Linked DNA regions of Mus musculus: all the other regions are linked to region 1. Evidence: chromatin contacts called from public Hi-C data. All regions are on one chromosome and are shown on one strand. Each heading gives the region's core, a stretch centred on a gene start, on an enhancer-like site or on the middle of the called end of the contact. The rest is flanking DNA. Distances are from core to core; before and after follow the strand shown.

Region 1 (4,928 bases), core at 777-3,276:
TGTATAAAAGCTCTGAATATGATTTCAGAGAACTCAGTAGAGAGGATGTCTGTGTAGAAAGACTCCTATTCCTGTCTGTCTTCAATCAAAGAAACCAATTTTTACAGCCCCCCTAAATATGGATATAGCTTTTTCCTTTATAAATACATATTTTTTATTTATCAAGCAAATATCTGAAAAAAAAACATCCCCAATTGCTATTGCAGCCTACAAGTCCAGGCCTCCAATGGCAATATCTCCCTTTCTAAACTCAATCCCACAGGATTGCAACTCAGCCTAAGATTACCCTGGGATGATACAGGTTGCTGAGAGCACTGTCCTCCAGCATCTACCTGAGAGGATGAAATGAAGTAGATGATAGGTAGATTGGAGTATGTTTCATGATTGTGGGGGTAGGGGGGAGGTGGCTCAGTCACTAAACACTTAGACCTTACCCTGACTGTGCAGGCCTATAATCCTAGGGCTGGGTTGGCAAAGACAAGGACATTCCTGATACTTGCTAGGCAACCAGGCTAGCCAAATCAATGAGCTCCAGATTCTGTGAAAAAACCATTCCTCAAAATACAAGGTGAACAGCCCCTGAGCTTTAAAGACACAGGGCGTTGACCTTGGCCTCCACACATATGCATAGACATGTGGATCACACACCCTCCCCATGGACACACACAAACATGCTTAAATGTATGCTCACAAGAGTAGGTCAGAGGATTTCAGACACAGAGCTTTCAACCTCTGTGAGAAACTAGAGTCTCTAATGGTTGCTGAGTAAGTAAATAGTGGATCCCCCCCTCCCCTACTTTCAAACACTCTTTTCATTCAGCTGTCTGATGGCCCTATTGGCTAATTCATTTCCTTCCCCAAAGACTGCTGAATATTTAAAGCAGGAACTTTAGATGTGCCCAGTGACTTCACATCGCCGTTATATCTGGCTTAATTTCTTCTTACAAGTCCTGTTCTGATACCCTCTCCTCTCCTGTATTCCCAGGTGCCTCATCAACCCAGCTGCTGGACTCAGCCCCTCCTCTCCATAGTTGGCTCATGGCAATTCTTTCTGAGACCTTCACACAGACCCTTTGATTTGTCCATTGACAGAGAATTTTGGAGATAAATTTTCAGGTAGAATAAACTTGCTCATAACTCAAAGCTATTTATGTAAATTCAGCTCCAAACACTGGCCTGATTTTCCAGCAAAAACTCAGATGTAGGATGGACTAGATACGTCTCTTTTAAGTCTCTAAATGCCCACATATTTTCCTGAGGTCAGCAAATGGTTGACTTGAAGGGGAGATATTGTGATTTGTGCTCAAGAAACTTAAGTTATGAGTGATCATAGCTTCATCTTTAAAACGGAAATAATGATTACATCAACTTTCATGGGGCTGGTGTGAGAATTAAAATGTGGTACTATTTGTAACTGTTTTTTTACAACACTATAAGCATAAGACATATTGTTCGTGCTGGTTGGAGGCAGATGTCTTGACAGGAAATCTCTGGAGGTCGCTCTCAGTGTAAACATCCCATGATTCTCTGCCTCAGACAGGGAGATGAACTGCTGCAGCTGCTGCCCTTAGCAACGGGCCAGCTGAGCGGCAGGCTGCACTTCACAATGGCGGCCGCTAGATGGCACGTCCCTTGAAAAACTTCTGCTGCCACAGAACATCTGGATTCTTACAGAGGAAGCTTCTCAAAGGGCATGTAGTTAATGTGGAAGAAACCTGGAGTCCCATCTCCACGGCGACAGAAGCCCTATTCAAGGATCAGAAGTACTCTGAAATACACATAAAAACGAGGGACACCACCCTTTCTTGCTTATTGGTACATTGACATTTTCTTCGTTCCGCTGTAGGGCTCAGAGATGCACTGGTACCCCATGAGGCATCTGGAAAAAGGCAACTAACTTGTTTATCTGAATTCCTCAAAAGGAGAGCAGCGTGATGAAAAATGAATGCCACCAATTATTACACAACAATGTAAGTGTCTAATTCCTCAGCCAGTAACCTCTCTTTAGCACTCCAGCAGTGCTTCAGCCGGCCATGTAAGGAGCTACCCTCAGTCTACCCTCAGGGAGATTCCCATATCAACTATGGCATCTTGGGCAGTCACATCCTGTATGCTCATAGGATCTGCATCACAGAGGTACATGGAGTCATCAGATACACAGGATGAGAACTACCTGTGAGGGCTTTTGTTAGGACCTTCCAGTCAGTCCATTTATTTGTTCTATTTCACTTGATCTTCAGTTGCACTTCCTGCACTCTCAAGTGCAGGAACCCTAAGGTGGCATTTTTCGCAGAGAGAACAACTGTGATAAAAGTCCATCTGTGACCTAAGAGAAGCACCGAGAACAGCAAGGAGGGTATGCTGTGCCTAACATATGCATGTGTCTTATATCTAAGAGTCCTGTCATCCTAGAAAGCCTTTGGACCTGATCTGTTAGAATTTCTAGGTGGAAGCCAAGTCTGTTCAACCTATTTCCTTCTCTAACTTAAGGTTCCCTATTTGGTTTTAACTCAGTAAATATAACTGCCACTTTTCTAACATTGATTAGTGGGAGGAAATGATCTAGATAAACTCCTGGAAAACTTGTGTTTAGTATGTCATACTTTTAAGATTTAGCTATGTAAATGTGTATGCTGGATATAGATGTATATGCATATGTATATGACGTATATGTATATGTATATGATGTATATGCATATGATGTATATGTGTATGTGTATGTGTATATGTATATGATGTATATGTATATGCATATGTATATGATGTATATGTATGTTGTATATATGTATGTGATGTATATATATATATGCATATGTTTATGATGTATATGTATATGTGTAGACACATACATACATGTGCTCATGGAGACAGTCACTGCACGTCTGTGGCCAGAATTACAGGCAGTATGAGCTGCCAAATGTGGGTCCTGGGAAATTAACACAGACTCTTTGCAAAAGGAGCAAGAACTCTGAGTCATCTCTCCAGTCCTATCTAGTATTCTATTAAAAATAATGATAATAATGAACAATACCTCTTAATTAGCAAGAGGAAAGTGAAATAAGAATAGATTTTCCATTTTCTTTGTTAAGTTTTTCAGAAACTGAAAATATGTGGGGTGGCAATATGAACAGCACTGGACAAAGATTTGTTTAATGAGCTTGGTTCTAACCATAAGCTTTGTATTAAAGAGGTCTTGGAAAGAGTTACTATCATTTTCATCCAAGTCAGAAATAAGAAATAGAAACTAAGAAAATAGATGTAACTTACCATATTCTCTGAACAGCAGTGAACAGTGCCTGTTTCTAAAACTTTCCTAAAGCCAGACTCTCTGGAAACATTGTGTAATTTCTTTTGGGAACTCACAAGTGGGACTATATACGTTTTGTGACCTTTTATAAATTATTACTTTTCTTAAAAACAACAACAAAAAAGGCAGGTAAAAAAGTCTCCTCAAGTCCTGTCTCAAACCAAGAGTTGAGAAGACCAAAGCTTCTTGTGCAACTATCGAGAAGTTCCCTATAAGGACTTGACCTCTAAGACTGGACGCTAGGTGGGAAAGAGATTATTACAGCCTCAGGGGGTTCCTGTGCTAGGGTTATGTCTGCATTAGTGTTTTATCTATGACTGACAGAGGAGAGAGAAATATGGAGACACACATAAGGAAAGTTACTTAGAGAAGAGTAAGGTTGGAAGTGGCTATAAATGGAGTCTAGAGTGGGATCATTTTCCCTCTACTAGGCTTGTGTTTGCTTTACAGACTTTCAGGGAACACAAATTTGGGTTATCTACTCTTCTCAGTGATGGGGACCCTGCTCACGATCTAGAGCTAGGTGTGAATGACCACCATTGCTGTCAAGCAAACTTGTACCTGTCCCTTTGTTCTTTCTCACCAAGATGGACGAGAGTCCTCTGAGGGACTTAAGAGAATTTCCCAGGTGTCAAAATGCAAAATCTGAGTTGAGTTCACCTCTTTTAACTATTTCAAATATATGAAAATAATTCCCATAATTCACATGCATTCTATTTTTATTTTTCCCTTTTTATTCTAGCCCTTTGTAGAATTAACCCTATAAAACCCAAAAATGCACAAATGGGTTTAAAAATTCTAAGATCCTCTGATTAGCTTGTACATACGGGAATAATTGTTGTTCATGGCTGGATTTCTTCAGAAAGCTGAAAGCTTGGTTTGAACAGAGACCTAATAGGAGCTGGATTTGAATGTGTCTGTTTTACAAATGAGAAGGCAAGGTTTCTGATCGTGTAAGTAATGGCCCCAGTGTAGGATCTCATGTTACCTCATCCAGAAGAGAAACCCCACAAATTTGCCTGGGTTGATGAAGGTGCAAAGAGAAGGAAGAGATTTCTGGGGAAGGAGGCAGCAGCGACTCTGTATATTCAATTTTAGGTAGCCACAGCTTTACCTAGAGATTTTTACAGTAGGTGGCTTGGATTCACCTGTTTCACTGCCCAGGGGATTTCTCTTTTATCCAGAACTGCAAAATCCCATGAGAGTCTGTAGACATACACTGTCTTTATAGCCACTTGAAGAAAATATTTTCACAACCTCCAGGGTGAAGGTTGTTTTCACTTCTCTCAACTTATAACATTTGACACTAATCTTAAAAGCTCACTCAATATATAGTCACCCTCCTACATCTGACCAACAGTGACACCATATCTTCTCTCAGATCAAATCCCACTCTTCAGCGCTGGCAAAGGGATGAGAAGATGCTAGCAGATACTGTTGAGTGACTTTCTGCCATGTGTCTGTCACTATGCTTTACATTAACATGCTCTTTTTAATTCACCCCCAAACTTGGGGCTCTGTGAGAATTAGGAGTGGTGCTGGATAATTGTGTATGGTTTCCTTCTCCTCACCACTGTAAGATCACCACTGTTTGGCTAGCTTGAGTGAAGCAAGCACAGGA
Region 2 (4,928 bases), core at 1,686-4,185, 470 kb after region 1:
CATTTTCCAAGTATTTTAAGTGAAATATAAAAAAAATACATATTATTGTGGACTGGCATAAAAATAATATCATACATATGTCTATACACACACACACACATATATATATAAATATATGTATATGTACATATATATGTGTGTATGTGTATAAATGTATATAATTGCTTATATACAAGAAGTGGAAAAACTGAAAATCAATGATTGTTAAAGTACACATCCTTCAGAAGGTAGAATAAAAATGCCTAAACAACCTCAAATAACAGAGTGAGTCGATCAATATAAGTAAAGGCCAAAATTTAATTTGAAAACTATAATTGAAGGCTGTAGAATCTCCTTGTATACTCCTTTACAATGAGGTATAAGAGATGGTGTTAAGAAAGAATTAGAAATAATGCATGCTGTGTGGTCCCATTTGTATAAAAAGAGAATTTATACAGTGCCAGAGAGAGAGAAAAACTCTACTTGCTTAGACCTCACAGGTATAGCCCATCTGGAAGCAAGCTCACACATTCCACCCCCACTGATCAAGGAGCAGGAAAGAGCACGGAGTTGCTGTTGTTGCTGTTGTTGTTGTTGTTGTTGTTGTTGTTGTTGTTGTTTATAGTAGAGATGGTGGTGATGATGATGGTGATGGTGGTGATGGTAGTGATAATGATGGTGATGTTAATGATGGTGGAGGTATGATAATGGTGATGGTGGTAGTGATTTCATGACAATCATAGTGCTGCTGCTGATGGTGGTGATGATGGTAGTAATAACGGTGATTGGGATGGTAGTGAAGGGGGTAATAACAGTGATAGTGGTAAAGGCAAAGATAAAGATAGTAGTGACACTGGCAATTTAGGTTTGGTGATGATTTTGTTAGTAAAGCAATTGAAACTTGAGTTTCTAATGACCTTAATTCCTAGACAACAAACAAGTGCTAACACCAATCCATAGCCAATTAACAGCAACACACCTATGTTGTTTCAGCCAAGGTCATCATGTTTCCCGTCTTCCTGAGCTTTTAATTTTTATGCATTGTAGGTTTTCTTTTTTATAGATTTATTTATTTTATATATATGAGTACACAGTTGCAGTCTTCAGACACACCAGAATAAGGCATCAGATTACATTACAAATGGTTGTAAGCCACAATGTAGTTGCTAGAAACTGAACTTAGGACCTCTGGAAAAGCAGTCAGTGTTATTAACCACTGAGCCATCTCCCCAGACCCCTGCATTGTGTTTTAAAACTGTGAAATCTACGCTCTGAAAATTTTGAAAGGCTAGTTCAAAATTGTCTATCCCAAGCACACTGTCACAGAATTGATCTAGTAGTATGTCACCTTGCATACCTGAGTCTATGTGTACTGAGCAGAGAAGTTCTATGTCCCTTCACCCTAGGCCCTGTAAGCCAACCATCTAATTTCTGATTTTATGTGTCTAATGAGGTTGGATGTCTTACATAAGTAGAATTATTCAGTATACTCTTGTGACATGTGATCATCCATGTAGCTTCACATGACAAGATTTCCTGAATATGCCTATGCATATGTGTACATTTACATATGCATATTTATGTATGAATATGTATGTGTGTGATATAGATCATATATTATGTATCATAGATATCACATATATGTCATATTACATCATACATATACGGCATTTAAGTTGCTCCCATGGCGCATTACTTACTTTTCATGCTATGAGCAGAATGCCCAACAGAAATAGCATAAGAAAGGAGATGCTTGCTCTGACTTACCATGGCAGAGGCGCAGTCTGTCTAAGTCAATTCTATTGCTATGAAGAGATTCCATGACCACAGTGACTCTTACAAAAGAAAGCATTTAATCCGGCCTGGCTTACACTCAGAGGTTTAGTCCATTATTGTCATGATGAGAAGCATGGCAGTACACAGGCAAACCTGGTGCTGGAGAAACAGCAGAGATTTCTGCATCTCAGAAGGCAGTGTGGGGAGGGAGAGGCCCTGGGCTTGGCTTGAGTATTTGAAACCTCAAAGCCCAGGCCCCAGTAACACACTTCCTCCAAAAAGCCACACCTACTCCAGCAAGGCCATGCCTCCTCCAACAAGGCCACACCCATATCCGTGCCACTCCCTGGTGACCAAGAATTCAAATCTATGAGTCTATCGGGGTCATTCTTATACAAACCACCACACAGCCCATCATGGTGGAAAGACATGGGAGTTCATGTGGAGCTCATGGTTGAGGAGCAGCTCTGTGCAGCAGAGGTTTATTCACTTGACACCAAGCAGGAAAGAGAGACAGAAAGACAGAACCAGAGGTAGACAAAACCTCAAAGGCCTACCCCTAGTAACCTGTCTCCACAAGTTTCAAAGGTTCCTAATTCTTTAGAATAGTGCCACAAGTTGGGGACCAAGTACTCATACAATTAGCATGTGGGGAACATTTCACAATCAAACTATAATATTCTACCTAACTCCCAAAGGCGCATGGCCATCCTATAATACAAAACAAATTTAGTCTAAAACCAAAAGTCCTAAGTGTCTCAGCAGTGTTCAAAAACAGTGTCTCCACTGGGACTAAAAGCAATCTTTTCACTGTGAGCCTCTAGGAAGTCAGAAAGTTACATACTTCCAATATATAATGGCACAGAGTCGAGTCGTGTCGCAATTACCATCCCAAGAGGAAGGAGTAGGAGGGATAGCAAGGAAAGACTGAACTTATCAAGGCAAACAATTCTATAGCCCAGCCCCCGTGGACTTGCCATTTGCAGCACATGTGGCTTCTCCCTGGGTGCCTGCAGGATACCACAGAAGGTATCACATGCTGCTGGCATCTCCAACATCCAAGGGTACAATCATAACTTGGATTTCATCCCAGGCACTTCCTGCAGGGAATTCAACCCTACTGCACTTTCTTTAGAACCTTCCTGAGTCCTGCATTATGTATGCATGCCCTCACCAGCAGCACCGTGTGGACAAACCCCCCTTTCTGCTGTCAGCTTGAGCTGTCGCTAGGTTCCCTTGGACTACAGCTGCAGCTGAATCCAGAAAAATACTTCCTTATATGGCTCCGTGCCTCTCTGCCATCAAACAGCCCAGCTTCTCTCTCAGTATGCTCCTTGGTTGATTCATGTGGTCTGGGTTAGGGGTCGTGAGACTGAATATAAAGGGAAAATGAAGAGGACGTGGGCTAAGGAAAGAGTCCTACACCGTAGAGTCTGGCTGAAGTCTCTCAACAGCTGAAAGTTATGAATTCCAACACAATTGCTAAAATTTGCTTTGAGGCTGTCTGCATAGAGAAATGTCTTGAGAATGAGTGATAAACTAGCATGGAATTGAGTATGCTGAGGATATATATATATATTTATGTATATATATATATATATATATATATATATATATATATATATATATATATATGCCTTTCAAGCATGGCCTATCTTCTTTTCCAGCTCTAAACATGCAGTTTTCTGAGAATCTCACAAATAAGACTATGCTCTTCACTTACAGTTTTAAAGAAGCCTTAGCTTACTTGTGAGTCCTTGTATTCTATGGTTTTACCAAATAAAAATGGGGGTATAAGGAGATTCTTTAGAAACCCTTTGAGCAAAGTAACTTCAGAAGCCACAAAATCCAAACATGGTGTCCTGGTTTGCTTTCTGTTGCTGTGATAGAACCCTGATCAAAACCAACTGGGGCAGGCAAGCATGGGTTCATTTTCCACTTTGCAGACTACAGTCTGTAGTAAAGAGACGTCAGAGCAGGAAGCTGGAGGCAGGAACTGAAGCAGAAACCATAGAGAAATGCTACTTTCTGGCCTGCTTCCCAGGACATACTCAGCCTTTCTTACACAACTCATTGCTACCTCAGGAATGGCACCACCCACAGTGGGTTGGACTCTCTCCATATAGATCATTAGGAGGCCCCACTTTCAGGTGATTCTAGCTTCTGTCGAGTTAACAGAAGGATTAATCAGCACAGATGGCAATGGCTACGACTTTTCAGCGTGTCTCTCTTTTGAGAAGCCCACACCCACACTTGGGTAGGTACTGTCTTTTGCTAGGTACCTCCTGCTATTAATGCCGATGGATAAATCCATGTAAAAGTCTCTTCATCACAACCTTAAAACCTATTTTATACTGTCTCATCCTGGAATTGTCTTCTGCAGTGATTCAAGAATCCAGCTTTGCCTGAGAGAGCTAGAACTTCTCACACATTAGATATAGCAGCCAGCATGGAGCTAAGCCTCCATGACCACTCCTACTGCCACTGACAGCAGCTTAGAAGCTTCAAAAAAATGACAGATGAGGAACTGTGTCCTAAGAATGACATTTGATCCACAGTCAAATTGTCCCTCACCCCTTGCTACTCACTCCACCAGCTGCAAAGAGGCAGCAATAATAGGCTCTGTGATTATTCTAAATGGGCTCTATAGTGTGATCAAAAGTTTTTAAAATCAATAGGCCCTAACTCACTTTACTTAAAAAGGAATGCTGGGATTACATGACAGTTATGGTGCCCATGGGAGATTATAATCATCACTTGGAATAAACAACTGGAAGAAAAATAGGGGAAAAAGAAGGGACAGGTCAGAAATGGGGAGAGGGTTATGACAGGATATAGAAAGTTAATGTTCTGAAGGTCTGGGACTCACAGTCTCTGGAAGTCAGGGAAGACTATTCTGCCCATCACTCACTTGATGGCAAAAAGCAAAATCAACGCTGCAGAGGTGTCGTCTGCATAGGACTCAGTTCTCGCAAAAGAAAAGATAAATGCTCCTGGAGGTCTTTTTTATTTCTATTCTTAATAACATTAGTACTATTCCAGCTCATTCAATGTCTCTTCTTTAATATCACAAAACCTCTAAGAAGACTGACTTCTGTCTCCTTGGATCTTTTCTGTGCCCTTCCATTCCCTTTGCATTTTAATATGAAGGTTAACAATACTGTAATTTGCCC
Region 3 (4,928 bases), core at 722-3,221, 350 kb after region 1:
ATTATTTCATTGCTACTTCATACCTGTAATTTTGCTACTGTTACAAATTATAATGCCAATATCTGACATGCAGGATATCTGACATGTGACCCCACAGGTTGAGAACCATTAATTTAAAGTCTTCTCCTGTCAGAGAAAAAAATTCCATGTTTCACCTCATTCTGACAAGTCTTTGTGATTAGGTTCTTGAAAAACAGAAATAGATATTACTCATATCTAGATATACAGGGACTTCATACACAGTATTCCATGGGGATCTTGTGATATATGAAGGTTACTGGGACCTTTACATACGAATGCTTTGTGAAACACTCTATGATTTGTGGTATAGACCATATTATTTTTCCTATTTTTGAGATGCCATGTCCTGGGGAGCTGCCACTGAAGATGTACTTGTCTTTTTACAGATTTTCAGAGACAGTAGCACAGAATCCATAGACATGAGGAAGGCACCAAGCCTGGTTAGGAGGCAGAGAAGTGGGAGGATATAAGCAACAGCCTTTACTCTGGCTTCTTGGACAGAATGGAAGCAGGAGAGAAGCATAGCATACCTCTAAATTAAGCTACGGCTAAACCTCAGTGGTAAAGTGCTCATCTAAATTATATAAGACCCTGTGTTTAACCATTCCTCTCTCTCTCTCTCTCTCTCTCTCTCTCTCTCTCTCTCTCTCTCTCTCTCTCACACACACACACACACACACACACACACATACACAAACACACTAAATAAACCATCTGTGAGTCCGCATACACTCTTTAAAATTAAGCTTTAAGCATATTTATTGTACATTTTAATGTGACAAAATAAATCTGAAAATGACTGTGAAGTTGAGCCAAGGTTGTATAATAGGTGGAGGGACTGAAAATGCAATGGAAGTCGGTGTAACCCTAAGCAAATGCCAGCAACCCTGGTTTACTGTCGCCAGTTTAGATACAGTATACCTCTCCTAGCTACACTCCCCCCACCCCTCTGTCTGTCTGTCTGTCCTCCCCTTCTCATATACTACATAGCAAGACAGTTATGACAACATTCAAATTTTAGAGTGGTGACAGGAAGATCTGAGAGAAAGTGAAGCCATTTAGCATTTTGCTGCTGCTAGTAAGTTGAAAGCCTTTGAAAAAGTCATTTGGCCACATAGGCTGAACACAATCCTTTACACACAGCAGAAAAGTCAATAAATCCTTACTGAATTGATTTGAGTCTCAGCTTCCTTATCTATGACAGGAAGGGATTAAAGCAGATATGTTTCAATGCTATTTACATTCTTAAATATGATCATCTTCTGATGTCTGACACTGCCCCAAACCCTAATGTTTATATCATCTAAAAAATTATCCAATCAAAATTGCATTACCCACTAGCTTACCACAGGTTCCATCTCTCTCTCTCTTTCTCTCTCTCTCTCTCTCTCTCTCTCTCTCTCTCTCTCTCTCTCTGTGTGTGTGTCACACACACACACACACACACACATACACAATTGCGGATCAGAAGAATAGTCTGGGCTCACTAAGCCAGCATTCAAGACCACAGGAAAGGCAGGCATCCTGGACTATGTTAGGAGTGAGATAAGAGGGACCTGCCAGAATGCAAGGCTACCAGCACAGAGGAGCATTTTGGGTAGCAGTGTCACTGCATGCTTGCAACCCCGCTGCTGTAAGAAACACTGGTAAAGATGTGATTGTAGGAAGTCATTTGACACTGAACAGTCCTGTTGACTCATCACTCTTGTTCTGATACAAGGCTGATTCTTTTCTTCTCTAAATAAAAAAAGAAATGCCCTGACAACATAAATAACCCCATGGGGCTAGGGTTTGGGGAGCAAGAGGGAAGTAGAGAAGCCTTCTCAGCATGGCCAGCCTCTTGTAATCATTTGTCCTGGGCTCTTGGGCACACAGCAGTGCTCTGAACTCTCTCCTTACCTCTTAAGGCAAGAGGGGAAAGCAAGATAAAAAGGAGGGAACTGTTCCTCTCATAGTACTAAAGGGAACAGCCAGAATGCAAGGCTGCCAACAGCTTGACTTGGAAAGTGATGAGCTCTGTGGCTCACAACTAGGCAGAAGACTGGGAGTGAGGGGAAACAGATGCCTGCAGGCAAACACTGCTGCCCTTTCTTGACTCAACAGGACACAATCAAGCTTTCAAGTCCTGGAATTTTCCCTCAACTTGCAGTTATTTTACCATATCCTGTTGAGCCAAAGTCTTCACTACTCTGAGCTTCATTTCTCATAGGATTACACAGAGACAAATAGATATTCTTCTTCCCTTTGCCCATCTGCTGCTTCCGGTCATGAAGGGAAAGGCCTCCTCTAGAGAGTGTGTGGTCTACAGAAGACTGAGTCTAGTCTGAGATTCTATACAAGTTCTTGATGATTTTGTGAATTCCAAACCAAAGTTGCTCTCTTCAAAGAAGCTGTGGATGTCTGAGTTCCATGACTCCAAATATGAGATCTTGGACTTCATTCAATGCTTTGTAATATTACCTCATTAGAACATCTAATCTTGTGAAGAACTGAAACCTTTCTAGTAACAGTGCCACGTGTAGAATCCCAATGTGTGTGTCAGCCAGAAAGGAAACTGCCTAGTTGAAGCTGGCACAGAAGACCTGTGCATTCTTGCCGAGGCTATTCCTGGGACTCCTTGCCCTGACTCGTATTTGGGAAGTGGTTTGAAAGCCAGTACTCTATTTCCTGTCAAGAGCCGAGGACTTAAGAAAGGATGTTAGAGCCATCCCACTGCCTCAGTTCTTGCCTCAGCCTACATTCATCGGGGATATAGGTAGAGGCCCACGTTATCTGTGGATTGATTCACAGGCCCTCAGTGTGTACAATATAGGTGGAGGCTCATACTATGTACATGATTCACAGGCCCTCAGTATGTGTGACATAGGTGGAGGCACATGCTATGTCTGGACTGACTCACAGGCCCTCAGTATGTGTGAAGCACAAGGAAGAATCAGATCCTCTTTATCTCCACTCTGTCCACAATGACTTACAAATTATAGGTATCTGTTAAGTGACTTTTAAGTTCAATAGTAAAAGGTAGTATGTAATTGCAGTTTCACCGGGGGAGAACCATGGTTAAGAAATCTATACCTTCAGAAGTCAATCTTAAAGATCCATACAAATAAGGCATAACCAGACCCTTTGAAAACTGAAGTTCCAGCTCATCAAAGTAACCATTTTTGAAGTAACTTCCTTCCTACCAAGACTCTACTTCCTGTCTGTGGACTGCTTCTTTACTCTGTCAGCCTCCTCTCATGGGCATATGTCTCCCTCATTACCTCTATGTGCACACACATACATACACCACACACACACACATATACATACACATACACACACACGCATACACACGTATACACAAACATACATACACACAACATATACATATATATACATATGCACACATACACACAGATAAATACAAAAATACACATATAGATACACATACATATATATACATACATACATACAAACATGCACAAACACACATATACATACAGATATGCACACACATACACACATATACACATACATACATACACACAACATACACACATATATACATACACATAAACACACATACACACACATATACATACACATACACACATACATATATAGACACAGAAAAATACAAAAACACACACATATATACACACACATATACATACATACATACATACATACATACATACATACAAACATGCACATACACACACACATCTTTAGAATCTCCAAATGCTAGGCCTCTATGTTCTTCCTTTTCCTCCTTGCTTCTTTGTTTCTGGCCCTCCTAGTGACAGATGTATTTCTAATACCACCAGCAGCTAGATCTAGCCTTTATCCAGCTTGGCTCAGCAACCTGGTACTTGTGGTGTTTCTGAAAGAATAAATTAGAACTTAGTAAAATAGGATTAAGAGTTGCAATTATTTCTTCTTCCAAAAAGCCATCGACTAAATTATATACTAAGTGATATTTTTTTCTTTCTAAAATATTGCTGAATTAAAGATCTCTTTTCTTTCTTTTTTTTTTCCTTCAAAGCAAGGAGATTGGCATAGATCCAAGAGTGAAAGGGTTGAAATAAATGGGAATTCTGTGATTAAAAATGTTAATAGTAGTATCACCAAGATTTTAGTATCCTGATCACTCTCATTTAAGATTTTAGCCAATTAAGTAGAAGTGAAAATATCTAGTTAGAGCCCCATGTCTATAGATAGACTCCTCCTATGAGGCACTTCTGAAAAGCATAAGAAGAAACAAAGGGATGGCTGAAATGTGGTGACATGTTTTCACACAGGAATAAGGCAGTGACTTTGGGAAAAATATCTATATTTGAGTTATCATTAGAATGTCGAAAGAGGATTAGGGAGACACTGATATCGCTTCCTGAAGATATTGCAGGAACCTAATAGCATTGCTGTGTCCTTATATACACCAAAAATCTGTAGTGGCAATTTTGGAATTTTGGTTTCTTAAAAAAATAGAAATATTATAAGAATATATTTTCATTTTAATCCCAGGTGTGGGATATGGGGCTGCTTCAGGTTGTCCACAGCAGCTGACTATGATTGCCTGGGGCTCTGTCTAGCAGGGGTATGGTTTAGCTGCAGAGAGTTTATACAATTGTGGGACATTTGGAATTCTGGGGACTTTTCAAAGGATATATAAATGCTAGGACCCTGAAAGATGTGGTGGGTATTTGGCTATCGATGGGTTGTTGGTTGTTGTTGGTCATGGTTTGTTAAGAAGTTATGTGAAAAGAAGAAAGAACAAGAAGAAGAAATTAGATATCCTACCAAAACTTGCCCCAAGGAACTCAATGCCCCTAATCAGTAGGAAGTAGTTTAACAATAACACTGCCCACTTTCTGACCTCTGACATTATTCAGTGATCTCTACCCTCTTTGTCCTCTAACCTTTTTCCT

The links. Hi-C and Micro-C count contacts between places; a contact is called where the count stands out from the background.
Region 2: a contact with region 1 is called in a Hi-C map of stem cell-derived neural stem cells, with 1.9 times the contacts expected there. The contact joins the enhancer-like site here to the promoter of 4930503O07Rik in region 1. A contact is called at or near these places in 10 of 484 Hi-C or Micro-C datasets (embryonic stem cells, myeloid progenitors, nephron progenitors and 3 more) and 2 of 115 datasets of contacts at active chromatin or transcription factors (astrocytes and embryonic basal ganglia).
Region 3: a Hi-C map of uterus shows a contact between it and region 1. The contact joins the enhancer-like site here to the promoter of 4930503O07Rik in region 1. A contact is called at or near these places in 8 of 484 Hi-C or Micro-C datasets (embryonic fibroblasts, myocytes, nephron progenitors and 1 more) and 3 of 115 datasets of contacts at active chromatin or transcription factors (astrocytes, differentiating embryonic stem cells and embryonic basal ganglia).

Annotation. Positions count from the first base shown.
Region 1 is chr1:194,219,857-194,224,784 of GRCm38.p6, reverse strand. It overlaps 4930503O07Rik (RIKEN cDNA 4930503O07 gene), which reads left to right and starts at 2,026. Exons shown (of 3, transcript NR_040477.1): 1 at 2,026-2,356.
Region 2 is chr1:193,750,003-193,754,930 of GRCm38.p6, reverse strand. No RefSeq gene overlaps it. Among named protein-coding and RNA genes, the nearest start is that of Gm31870, 97 kb to the right of the region's middle. Within about 2 kb of position 2,935, at least 24 of the 459 cell types and tissues checked have an H3K27ac peak or open chromatin away from gene starts, as enhancers often do. A contact at or near this core is called in stem cell-derived neural stem cells, where this site is marked.
Region 3 is chr1:193,873,409-193,878,336 of GRCm38.p6, reverse strand. No RefSeq gene overlaps it. Among named protein-coding and RNA genes, the nearest start is that of Gm31870, 220 kb to the right of the region's middle. Within about 2 kb of position 1,971, at least 13 of the 459 cell types and tissues checked have an H3K27ac peak or open chromatin away from gene starts, as enhancers often do. A contact at or near this core is called in uterus, where this site is marked.